2 separate regions of the Danio rerio genome follow, and region 1 is linked to region 2. A link is a contact called in public Micro-C data. All regions are on one chromosome and are shown on one strand. Each heading gives the region's core, a stretch centred on a gene start, on an enhancer-like site or on the middle of the called end of the contact. The rest is flanking DNA. Distances are from core to core; before and after follow the strand shown. Region 1 holds the start of pms1 (PMS1 homolog 1, mismatch repair system component). Region 2 holds the start of pofut2 (protein O-fucosyltransferase 2).

The links. A called contact is a pair of places that touch in the nucleus more often than the background predicts.
Region 1: a contact with region 2 is called in a Micro-C map of caudal fin, with 8 times the contacts expected there. The contact joins the promoter of pms1 here to the promoter of pofut2 in region 2. A contact is called at or near these places in 3 of 18 Hi-C or Micro-C datasets (caudal fin, hematopoietic stem cells and an unstated tissue).

The regions. Positions count from the first base shown.
Region 1 is chr9:42,751,448-42,758,270 of GRCz12tu, reverse strand. pms1 (PMS1 homolog 1, mismatch repair system component) reads left to right here and starts at 4,733. Exons shown (of 13, transcript NM_201319.2): 1 at 4,733-4,798; 2 at 4,889-5,030. The coding sequence starts at 4,899. ormdl1 (ORMDL sphingolipid biosynthesis regulator 1) reads right to left here and starts at 4,136. Exons shown (of 4, transcript NM_200093.1): 1 at 4,077-4,136; 2 at 1-82. The coding sequence starts at 73.
Region 2 is chr9:42,597,971-42,604,813 of GRCz12tu, reverse strand. pofut2 (protein O-fucosyltransferase 2) reads left to right here and starts at 2,176. Exons shown (of 9, transcript NM_001077630.2): 1 at 2,176-2,403; 2 at 4,443-4,693; 3 at 6,245-6,389. The coding sequence starts at 2,228. It overlaps hibch (3-hydroxyisobutyryl-CoA hydrolase), which reads right to left and starts at 1,956. Exons shown (of 14, transcript NM_001014316.2): 1 at 1,855-1,956; 2 at 1,061-1,103; 3 at 1-122. The coding sequence starts at 1,886.

The DNA.
Region 1 (6,823 bases), core at 3,484-5,983, 150 kb before region 2:
TCAGCCATATCCCTCGACTGTTCATCACACGGGTATTTGGGTTCACTTCGCTGTGGGCCACGCCGACATTCATCTTGCTTTTCTGTGGACAGACCAATTAAACAGTAAATTACAGCAGTCTAAAATGTCAAAATGGAAATATAAAGTCAAGCAATACAAAAGAATGCATTAGTGGCTGCCCACTTATTAAGTTTCAGAAGGATTTTTTCCACGTTCGTTTTTCACATAGGAGTTAAAAAAAGCCTTTGTTTGAGTGTTATAAGCCGCGGATCAAACATACTTATACTATGCCCTAAAAGTATGCACTTTTTTTTGTAAAGGAAAAGTATATACTTTTGAGTTTGTAACAGAAGAGTATGCAAGCTTTAGGACATATTACTACCTCGTTAACAAATTATGCTGCTTAGTTAAGTCCCCTGTCAATCATCTCCACACATTATCCACATTTCTTTCATATTTTATTACAGATCTTACAGGAGAAGCAGCAGCAGCAGGATAATCTACCATTCGCGAGTCTTTCATGCAGAGAAATCTCCTCAGGTCTTTTGGTAATTATGCATTCAGAAGTTAATGTCCAAACATATCTTGATACGAGTTCACGTTGTTGCAGATGAAATGTAACACAGAAAATGCAGTTTAAATATCTTCTAGTTGGATAGATTAGATATTGATTAACAGTCATTCAAACAAATTTTCCCAAACCGCTCTACTTGACAGTTGGGCTGCGTCCGAAACCGCATACTTCCATACTATACAGTACGCTAAAATCAGTATGTGAGCCGAGTAGTATGTCCGAATTCATAGAATTCGAAAAACTGTGCGAGAAGTACCCGGATGACTTACTACTTCCGGCGAGATTCTGGAGTACGCATCCCATGCACGCTGCGCTATCCCATGATGCCCCGCGAGCGAACTGATGAATGGGAGTAAAGCGACGCAAATTACGCAGGTACGTCACGTGACTATGTCAAAATGGCGGATGTAGTACATCCAAATTCCATTCATACTTTTCACATTCATACTGTATAGAACACACTTTTCTAACGGCTGAGTAGTACGTTTAAATTCAAATGCAGTACCTACTGAGTAGTATGCAGTTTCGGATGCAGCCTTGGTCTCATGGTCTGCCATGTTTTTGGTTTGTTTACACTTTTTACCCGAGCTTGTAGTTCTAATCAAATTCACGTCCAACGTGCAATGTACTGGGCAATATCAGCGGTTAGTGTATGGATGCCTCTACATTTCAAATTTTCACCGGAAATATTAAACCATCCGGGAACCTTTGGCATACTCTTTTTTTTTTAACATACTATGGCTTTGGAAATAGTATTCAAGAATAGATTAGTATTTAGGATGGATAGTATGCAAATTGGGACGCAGCATGTGTACATAACGAGGTAAATGAAGAAAATTCTATTAAGCGCTGCAAATTACAATGAAATTTGAAACTAATAATTTTAAAGTCAATATTGCAATATCCTTATATAAATACAATATATTTCAAGTTTATAGCAATATAGGCATGCCAGGGTATCTGCAGGGTCTGAATTTGCTGCTGGAATCAGCTTTCAGAAATGATCGGATGTGCTCCAACATTAGGCACGTTCAAATCAAGACTGAAAACACATCTGTTCAGCTGTGCCTTTACTGAATGAGCACTGTGCTACGTCCTACAGATCGCACTATTGTCTTTCTTCCCGCTTCATCCTTTTATAACCTGTTTTAACACATTTTAACCTGTTTTTAAATCATTCGTTTCTTATACATGTCTCTTTTACTCCCGTGTATGTAAAGTGCTTTGAAATAACAATTGTGTATGAAATGTGCTATATAAACTTGCCATGCCTAAATTAAAACAAAATTTTAAACCTTAAGTTTTAAATTCGCTGAAATATCGTGTTGTAGGTCTTAAATCATTTTAAACAGGTCTTATTTTCCTATTTTCAAGTAAAGCTACCCAATTTGGCTAACACCCATCCAATCACTAACATTTCATCTCATTAAAAGTTTCAACAAAAGATTATTTATTCATGTAACTTCCCTACAATAACATTTGTTTTAATGGCTATTTAAATATTTTAACAGGGCCATTCGAAAAACTCCTCAGCCTTGTGTAAGTGTAATTTCATTCATAATGGTTCTAAAAAGGTCTTAAAATGTCTTAAATTTGACATGAAACCTGTTTCTACAACCCTGGCATGTAACAATTGATTGGTGAAATTTTTTGTGCAGCTTCATTGGTAATGTAGTTTTCTGCACAAATTCTCCTACATCGTTGTATTACAAATATTAGTCCTTCCAGTTTTTTTTCATGTATATTTGTGGCCTAAAATTACTGATTGTGTCTCATTTTTTTCTTAAAACTTATAGCATTATTTGCCATAGTTCTTGTGTTTTTCTGTGGATAATAATAAACACAGAAAATAATAAATAAATTATTTTTTCCCTCAAAACCCACATTGGACTTGCAAAATACTGGAGGGACTAAAATATAGTGAAATTGATGTGAACGGGTGGATTTAACAGGAAATATACCATTAACAACCTCAGACCTTACAACATATCTTTAAAGGTTTATTAGGTATTGTTAAAAATCAAACACTGTATAGCAATTTCAAACTTCCAGATTTTTGTGCTCCATAATTCTGCATAGTATAAAAAGCTGTTAAATTAAATTTCAGACATTAAATGATAAAACAACAAAATAAAAACAACAAAAAAATTAACTATTAAAAAAGGGTATTTGAGTGGTTTTGTTTTCTCTCTTAAACATAACTAACAGCAATATGTCAGTACACGCAAATGTTTGGTAAGCTTCTCATTAGCTGCAGATTAGTTAGCTGATGCTTTAATGCCATGCAAGCTTCCTTTGCTATTTTAATGCTGAGTAAGAAGAAAATCTCCAAAACAGACTTAATGTTCACTCTAAAATCTTCTTATAAAATGTTTGCCATCTTAACCTGATTTGTTTATATAGAACCTATTCAAATTATTAAATGTATTTTTGCTATCTATAGGGGATTGATTTGAAGCAAAAGCGGTCAGTCTTTAAAATTGGGTTTACTAGTTCTTTCATAGATGTTTTATTGTTCTAGTTAAGAGTACAGCTTGACAAAGTCTGAATGAGGTCTCGTCTATATGCCAACAAAAGCATGTTCATGCACTTACAATAGACCGATTCTTCATAGGATGCTCTATTACTGTTCACGTCGGCTAAGTCGTCCTCACATAATTCACAACAATTCGGTTTTTCTTTGGAACAGCAAAAGAGGTGGAAGTGACATTTTATGGCATGTTTGCTTTATCTGGCATGGTAAGCGGTTCAAGCAGCTGCTCGAAAGTCAAAGTTCAATGTTACCTAATATTAAGCTCATTTGTTTGCTTCTTTCATATCAACTTATCAATCAGTTGCAGAAAAGCACACACAAACACTATTATTTGATCTGATATTTCGTACAATATATATGCATTAAAATAAAATCAGAGGTCAAAGGCTAAAGTCCTGCTACACTTAATCATGTCAACACATCAAATTATCTCTCTCTGATTGTGTAATACATGTTTTAATATTTCTATAGACAACAACTCAGCAATTGAACAGCAACAGTGTTGTATAGCTCTTACTTATAAAAAGCCTGTTGCAAATAACACAGCCAGCAAACATTTATTTAACGTTTATTAAATGTTACATACAGACTCGTGTTGGTTTTGCATCAGCAGCTGGAGGAGATAAACAAGTCTATGACACACATAGAGTTAGCAGCTGAGCTACACGACAAAACACTGCATTTTCTAGCACAGCTCACAATCTAACCACTTACAATAACACTGTTTAAACACGCTTATCCCCGCATGTGTCCTTACATTATGTTGTTTTTTGGTTTTGCGCATGAGCAATGCTCTTTATTTAGCATCAACTGCTTTCATAACAAACACCAGTTGCTTTTGTTTCACTCTACTTCAATTAAACACCTCAAACAGAAGTAAAAGCTGCTAAATCGCGCGATTATTGCTAGGTCTTGGGCTATTAGGGTTTAATTTAGCGACTTTGTTGGGTAGGAGATGTGTAACGGTACCTTGTTTTGCGTCCGGGTGAAGCAGGCTGGAGCGCTGCCGGCCTCCGCTGCGCGCACTGCGGGCTGACTCACCGCACACACACCGCTAGCAGACCAGGCTACCACTGCTAACGGGGTTACAACCGCAAACCTCGCGAGATGAAACGCGGCACGCCCACTAAAAGCGTAATGTTTACAAAATAAAACAGATAAAATGCTAATTTTGCTTACATTTTGCTTAATAAATGTCTCGCTATTGATTATTTCATAATCAGGAAGAATTATATAAGCCACTTTTTACACATAAATGCGATTATTCTGCAAATAACAAGCGTAAAGAGATTCTACTTTTATAGAGCTAGTAAATAACCATAACTTATAAATCGTCATTTACTTTAGCTCATTTTATGACGAAAACTTTGTTGTTATTTATTATTCTGTGTAATATGTTTAAGTTGTTATATGAGTTAATTCCAAACGTGTTAGGATAAATGCACACACGATTTAAAAACTAATACTTGTATATATTTTTCATTGGTTTACATATTTTCGTAGTTTTCTAGCTTTTATTTACATCGTCAAATATAAAAACAAAACACGACAAGGCGACAACATCCAATCAGTGCAGAGAATAACACAGACGTCATTTAGGCGCCAGTTAAGTCATATCCGAGACGTTCGGAAACATGTGAAGTACACTTGTGTGATGAAGTTACTGGATATTTTTTAACATTCTACCTGAAGTAAGTTGGGATATTTTTGGCCATTTTAATTCACGTATGCTGCATCTTACTGAACTTAGACAGGTTGTAAACATTTATTTTGTTTTTTAGAAAGAGAACCATGAAGGCGCTTCCCCCCGAGACTGTGCGTCTGCTGTGCAGCTCTCAGGTTATTACATCTGTCCTGAATGTTGTCAAGGAACTGATCGAGAATTCACTTGATGCTGGTTCCTCAAGCCTTGAAGTCAAACTGGTAAATATATATATCAAGTTATCATAAATGTCACATGTACAGTTTAGCCTAACGTCAGTATGTGTTAAATTTACAGTGTAGTACAGTATAGCGTAGCATAGTATAGTATGTGTTTTCTGGCACATATACAGTAATACACAAACACGCTTCATTGAACATGTACACATATACAACACCTGTTTACTATATAACTGCAGGTTAAGTATGTTAATACAGTAACTCTAACTGTTAAAAGTTACTTGGTAATTAGTTAAAGTTATTAGTAACTAATACATTTATGGTAACTAATAACCTTAACTGAATTTGATTGTAATACCTTTTGTAAAGCTGCCTTGATAAAATAATTATTGTGAAAAACACTATACAAACAAACCTGAATTTAATTAAATTGACATATTTTATACACACATAGTTTTGATATCATCTTTTAATTCCTGGCTTCACTTTTTAATGAAATATTACAACTTGTATGTACAACTTCCACAGCATTCTTAAAATACTAGAACTCATTCCTTAGATTCTCTCTGATTCTTATTCATGAGATAATATTGCCTATTTAATATATGCTAATTCATTATGGGTTAGTTCTTATTTATTTGGCACCAAACACACTATTTTTTAATTATAAGCTCTGTTTTGATATAAATTAGTTTTGACTTGTTATTATTATTTGAATACTGACTAATTAAGCATATTTTTTAAATATTACTGGTTTGTGTTTAATAAATGTTACTACATATTTATTTGATACTGATATTCATTAGATGGTGCCTATTTAATACATAATTCATAAGGTAATAGTTCTTATTCATTAGGCACCATGTGCTCTATTTTGTAATTATAAGCTGTTTTGATATCATTTATTTCTGACTTATTATTTTTATTATTATTATTCAAATACTGACTGACATTAGCATATTTTTAAATATTTCAAGTTTGCATTCATTAGTTACTACTACCTATTTATTTAATACTGATGTTCATTAGATGGTGCCTGTTCATTACATGCTAATTCATGAGGTATTAGTTCTCATTTTTTAGGCACCATATGCACTATTTTGTAATTATAAGCTCTGCTTTGATATACTTTATTTCTGACTTGTTGTTAATATTATTATTCAAATACTGACTGGCATTAGCATATTTTAAATATTACTAGTTTGGTTTATTCATTACTACAACTAATTTAATTGATACTAATATTTAGATGGTGCCTATTTAATAAATGCTAATCAATTAAGTATTAGTTTTCATTAGGCATTATGCACTATTTTGTAATTATTACTAGTACAACAAATCTTATCTTACTAGTCAGGTCTGCTTTTTTGCTCGTATTATGATATGAATGCAAATCTTACTATTACAAGTAAAAAGAAATGTGCTAGCATATCACCAGTTTTATCTTCCCTTCACTGGCTCCCAGTCCACTTTAGGATTCAGTACAAGTTAATGTTTTTAAAGGTTTGAATGGTCTGGCACCTACTTACATTGGTGAGCCTGTTCACTGGCATACTTCATCTAGTCCTCTTCAGTCGGCACAACAGCTTCAGCTAGTTTTTCCCAAGTCTCGATTAAAATCAAAAGAAGGACAGGAGTTTTTCTGTTGCAGCCCCTCGCCTGTGCAATGGTTTGCTTTTATATATCAGGTCATGCTGTTACCTTGGTGCTTTTAAATCTCATTCATCTTTTGTCTCTTGCATTTGATTTTAATCAATTTTATTTTGTTTACATATACAAGCATACATTTTGTGTGTTGGTTGATTTGTAAAGCACTTTAGTCAGCATTTGTAAAA
Region 2 (6,843 bases), core at 927-3,426:
GGGTAGATGTGTCTGATCATGTTGAGTGTGAGAGCGTTCAGAGCTTTGGGTCTGTTTAGTGTGATTACTCCGGCTTTTCCCACTTTCTCAAACAGAACTTCAGATCCAGCTTTACTGGACATCTGAAACCAGACATATAGAAATAGTATTTGATGGAAGAAATATGCAGAATCTTTTTGTTATTACAAATATATATATAACAATGACAATATTGAGCATCAAAATCGCAATGTGTGTATCTGAAATAGTCATATCGCAGGATTAGACTGTGTATTAAATATAAAAAATAAAGATAGTATCATATATTATTATTAATACAATGTATAATACATTATATTTAATTATTTATACAATTATGACCATGTTATTTTACATTGAATGTAAAATAATATTAATAAATAATATTTTAATTGTTTAATTGCAATTATTAATTTTAATTTATTATAATTTATGCAGATGTGATGGATAGAAAAAGACTTGATCACCTCAGTCAATCTATATGAATGAAATCTTTACTAATAGAGATAATCAAATCATCTGGTTCAAATGATATTATATATATATATTGTAATATATTGTGGCAATTAAAAAAATAAAATAAAATAAATATATATATATATATATATATATACACACACACACACACACACACATAAAAAGAAGCATTTGTAAAATAAAATTTTATTTGCAAAAATCACGTCATCACGTCTTTAACCCATGTATAACTATTGTTTTTATTAACAATAATACAGCATATTATACAGCAATTATGATATGTAATTTTTTATTTTACTGGTCGCGTTTATTTCAGTATCAAGCTTAATTTAACAATTTATTTAAATTTCAAGCAATTTAGGACAAGACATCAAATCAAAATGGTTATTTTATCATGTAAACAAATAAAATTATCCATACTAGCAATGTGCATACTTTCAACTGGATGAATAATTGTGTGCACACACACACACACACACACACACACACACACACACACACACACACACACACACACACACACACACACACACACACTAAGAATACAGTCCTTGAGAATACTTACCATGTGTCCATGTATTCTCTGCAATCTACAGACTGATCGCAATCTGTGTAGGATAAAATCAATAGTGTTGTTACTAATTTTGTGTTATACATATTTTAAAGCATTGCTACAAAAAATAGACAAAATATTTGAAACTGAAACCTCTAGTAAACAAACAACATACAAATATTGAATTTACTCGCATTTAATTTTATTGTATTATGATTATTTTTAAATATCAATGACAAAGTGGACAAGGCACAAAATCAATTACAATATATTACAAAAAAGGCTAAATAATATAGTAAAAGTTGTCTCTAAAATAATGTAATGTAATAGATTCCATACTACAAAATAAAAAACAATAATAATTTTCCAAGAAACAATGGACAGCAAGAAAACACTAAATATCTCAAGATTTTATAATTACATACATACAACTGTTTCATCTACAAACAAAAATACACTAAAATATATGAACACTAAAATATATGAACAAATTTAGCAACAAATGATTGTCCTAAATGTCATGGAGAATGCAGAATTGTAGTTGGCTTCTATAGGTTTCAGAAACATTCTTCTTATAATATATTTGTTAATGTTTTGCTTACATTATTTGCTGACTTTCTTTACGTTAACGTTATTAGACAATGTAACTTACACATAACAGTCAACGTCCAAACTTCGGACAAATGTCCTCAACTGTACTGTACTACACTGTCAGGTTGCATGCGATAGCCTGTTTCATCTACAGAGCCTGTAAGCAGAACTAATCCACGATAACACCACATCCGGGACACTTTAAGAATACTCACCTCTGTGCAGATGTGAAAATTATTAACGACATGCTCATATCTTTGATGTTCTGGATCACTGTGCACAGTAAGGTTTCACCCTGTCGCGACTGCTCATTGGCCCTTCTTCATGGTGTCATAATGGCGCGACACTATAGAGCAAATCTCGCGAGAAGCGGGCAGACTAGTTTCATCCACGTCTTATATTTCGAACTATAACGCAGTATGTGCTCTCTTATTATTTTAATTAATGGTGTCATGTATAAGACTATATATCACTTTGCATTGTTGGGTTTTGTAATCGCGAAAAGAGGAAATACCGATATATACTTTGGTGTGTGAGTTGCTAGGCAACTGTGCCGACGCCGGAACTGCGTGGCTGTGAAAGAAAGACATGGCGACCAACAGGGGAACAGCTGTGTCTGTCCATCTCCATCATATTTTAGGATATATTACAGTATTTATCTTTGTTATTTTATCTAGTAACTCGTCGTCTGCTTCAGAGGACGATGCATTTCGCGCCGGTCAGTCGATGTTTTCACCGGTGGCTGCAGCATCACGGGATGTTCGGTAGGACTGTTATAAACTGCAAAAGATGCTTCATACTTTTATGTTGCTTTTGTCCATCAATGTTAAGAATGTTGTTGATTTATTCCTTTTATGCAGTGCCATTCGAATTTAATTGGCAGCACTTATTCAGCACCACCCTATATAGAAAATCTATTATAAGTACTGTAAGAGTGTTCTTCTCGCACTAAATTATTCAAAAGTTGTTTTTAATTATTACGATTTTTTATTATTCATTCATTTTCTTTTCGGCTTAGTCCCTTTGCTAATCTGGGGTCGCCACAGCGGAGTGAACCGCCAACTTATCCAGCATATGTTTTACACAGCGGATGCCCTTCCAGCTACAGCCCATCTCTGGGAAAGAATCTTATTAATGAAAATATATTCATTTGAAAGAAAATGAGAGAGAGAGATAGAGAGAGAGATAGAAAGAGGGAGAGAGAGAGAGATTATTGACATCTAGATTAATATAAATGAATCGTTGTAAATGTACTGATTATTTTTGTTTTTATTATTGTTTTTTCCTAAAATGTTGATTGTGAAATGTACAGTTTATTCTTATCTATTATTTTTTATTGATATATTTTATAATATATTGAATAATATATGATATATTAAATAGTATGATATATTATTTATATTTTTATTTAATTATATTATATATATATATATATATATATATATATATATATATATATATATATATATATATATATATATATATATATATATATATATATATATACACACACACACACACACACACACACACACACACACACACACATACATACATAATGCATACATACATACATACATACATACATGCAGTTGAAGTCTGAATTATTAGCCCCACTGAATTATTAGCCCCCTGTTTATATTGTCCAAAGCCATGCGCTATAGATTGAATTGGGTTGGCCAAATTGTCCGTAGTGTTTGTGTGTGAATGAGTGTGTATGGATGTTTCCCAGTGATGGGTTGCGGCTGGAAGGGCATCCGCTGCATTAAACATGTGCTGGATAAGTTGGTGGTTCATTCCACAGTGGCAACCCCTGATTTATAAATAGACTAAGCTGAAAAGAAAATGAATGAATGAATATTTACATATTTTTTATTACGATTACTACTGTGACTTTTTTGTTTATGTGTGTTTTTATGTAAACTTTATAAATGCTTTGGCAGTCTATTTGCAACATTTGTCATGCTAATAAAGCAATTATTGAACTGAACTGAATTGAATAGAGAGAGAGAGATAGAGAGAAAGAGAGAAGTAGGGAAAAGGTGTTCATTTAAAAAAAAAAAAAACCTTTTCTAAACATTTTATTTGGAGAAAGTAAAAAAAAAAAAACTATTCCAAGCTACATCTAATGAAACAAAAAATAGGTTGAAAATGCTTAACTAAATGCACGTTTGATTTATTTTATTTGATCATTTATTAAATTATCTTATAAGTCTAATAAATCTGTTATTAAATAAATGTTGTGCGTTTGATTTCTAGTGAGAAAGTATTACAGACAGTTTTCTAATTGATGTATTAATTTAAACAAATATTTTACAGTTTAGATGTTTTCATTTTGCAGATTTAATTTTTGCAATTCAATTTGCATCAATTTAAAAATGCATGTAGTTTGGAATTTGTGAGAGAATAAAAAGGGAAAAAAAACACTTGTAATATTTCTTATTTAAATGAAACACAAATGCTCCACCTCAATTAGTGGTTTAATTAAGTTTAATTAAATAAATGTAATATTAAGCTTCTTCATGATAGCAATCTTATAAGTTTGTAATTTGTTGTTGATATAATTAAATCATTAAAAACATGTTACTTTGATTGGAAAAGACATCAAAAAGAAGTCATTTTTTCTATTAAAATCTATACAAAGTTTGATTAAATTCAATTATAAATCTGTTTGCTGAAAAAAAATGTATTTGATATAAGACTTTGAGAAAATGGAAACATAACATTTAATCTAATACATAAGTTGGAGACCTAAAAATGTTTTGCACTTTATGAATGCTCCCGTCTTTATGTAATTCGTCAGCTACCTCCTGTATGATGTGAATCCACCTGAAGGCTTCAATCTCAGACGGGATGTTTATATCCGCATGGCCACTTTGCTGAAGACGTTGAGGAAAGAGGGTGACTGGGTGCTGGTTTTGCCTCCATGGGGACGACTGTATCACTGGCAAAGCCCTGAAATACATCAGCTCCGCATCCCGTGGGGTGAATTCTTCAGCATAACCAGCCTGCAGGCTAACATACCAGTCATTGAATACGAGGAGTTTATTGCTGGTAAGTTACACTAGTTTCATTGATTGTTTCTTTTAGAGAGAAGAATTGAAATGACAGGTGGTTAATTTGATTAGCTCAATTGAACTGTGATTAATTTATTCAGAAAGTGAAAATGTTGAAGAAATATGTTTATTATATAAACTGTAATTCCAAATGTGGAAGCTAGTGGGAGAATATACACACTTTACCTACAGTATGAAGACAGTGCGTGACTGTTAGTCATGTGCTATTTAAAGGGATAGTTCAGAATACCTTCTTTTGTGTTCAACAGAAAAAAGGAAACTCATAAAGGTATAGAACCACTTGATGAGATAAGAGTAACTATCCCTGTAGTAGACACTGCAGGTGAGCAGGGTAAAAATGAACTAATTGTTGTCACCATCTGCAGTTTACTGATTACATAAAAAAATTGCAAACCTTTCATTTTATATTGGATGTTTTCTAAAATTATACATTTAAATATGCAAATGTGGTATTTTGTCATTTCAATATGCACTATTTTTCATACATTTCTGACACAATAATTATATTAGAGTCAAATAACATGATACTTGTTATATATTATTAACAGGTATTAGAGTCAAATGTTAGAATCAAATCAGAGTCAAATATATTAGATTTTAATGTATTAGTCACATCGTCACCTTGGAATTATAAGGTTCTATCTGCGTTCTGAATGATTTTGAGATATTAAACTTCAAAGTTTTTGCATTCCATAGCAAACATTATGGGTGTAACACTTGTTTTTTTTTTTATTTTTTTTTTTTTATGAAAAGTCTTAAAATGTAAACAACTTAAAAAAAAACATCCTATAATGTAAATAAGTTGTCATTTAATAAGAATATGTCAATAACTAAGTATGGATGTTTCCCAGAGATGGGTTGCAGCTGGAAGGGCATCCGCTGTGTAAAAATATATCTTGGATAAGTTGGCGGTTCAGTCCGCTGTGGCTACCCCAGATTACTAAGCCGGGACTAAGCCGAAAAGAAAATGAGTAAATAATAATAATAATAATAATAATAATAATAATAAAATATAAAAACAATAAAAATGGCAAATAATCAGTATTAATCAAATCTAAAAAAAAAAATCAGTAATTTTAATCCAAAAACTACTGATCAATAAAATGATATAATGATAATTATATAAATGACTAATTATCATATGATTAAATTAAAAATTAAATGAAGAATAAATTAGTGAAAATAAAACACAACACAAATAAATGGTTGCTTTCCTGAAACAACACACACTTAAGTTTGTTACAAGGATCCTTAGTTCGATTTTTCAGTGTGATGAAAAAAAAACACTTCGTAAAAATCCAAATAGCCCAAAATAACATTCACATTCAACACATTCAAGTATTTCCATCAATGTATGACTTTCTATCTTCTGAACACAAAAGAAGATCATTACATAGTTAATAAGGATGTGATTTTCATTTTTGAGTTCTGTTCAGTGTAAGCGGGTGCATTGCTTTTATAAATAAAATACAAAAAAATTAGACTTTGTTATGATTCCATCTGTCTGCATCTTTGTTATTGATCTCAGAGTCTGGGGGTCCCTTCATTGACCAGATCCTTGTGCTGCAGAGCTATGCAGAGGGCTGGACGGATGGAAAATGGGAGGAGAAGGTGGATGACAGACCGTGTATTGAAAAGCTGATGTACTCAAAAGACAAACAGGGTTATTACAGGTACTGCTTTAAAATCATGCTCAACCAGTTCAGATGCTCGTGAGAGGCACAATTAAAGGACAATGCGAGGAATGCTCATGCATTTTTTAGAGTCATAGAACAGTTATTTAAGAGAAAAACATTTTATATGTATATATATATATTTCAAGCATCACAACAGTGCGCAATATTGAACCTATTCAACAATGCGGAAGTGCGCTCGTTTTTGCCATTGTTTTAGATCTTCCAATTTAGTTGCCTATGGGAGAAATGGCTTGGAATGATAAATGGCAGAAAACGGTCAAACTACTTGCTCTACAACCAAGTGTATTCATGACTATACAGACAAAGTAGAATATTATAATAAGAAAATGTCAGTTTGCAACATCAAGCTGCATAATGAGCTGTTTAAAATGTCTAAAAACAATAAGAGTGAATGAGAGAGGATCTCTCGAGCCAAAAAGATAACAATGGC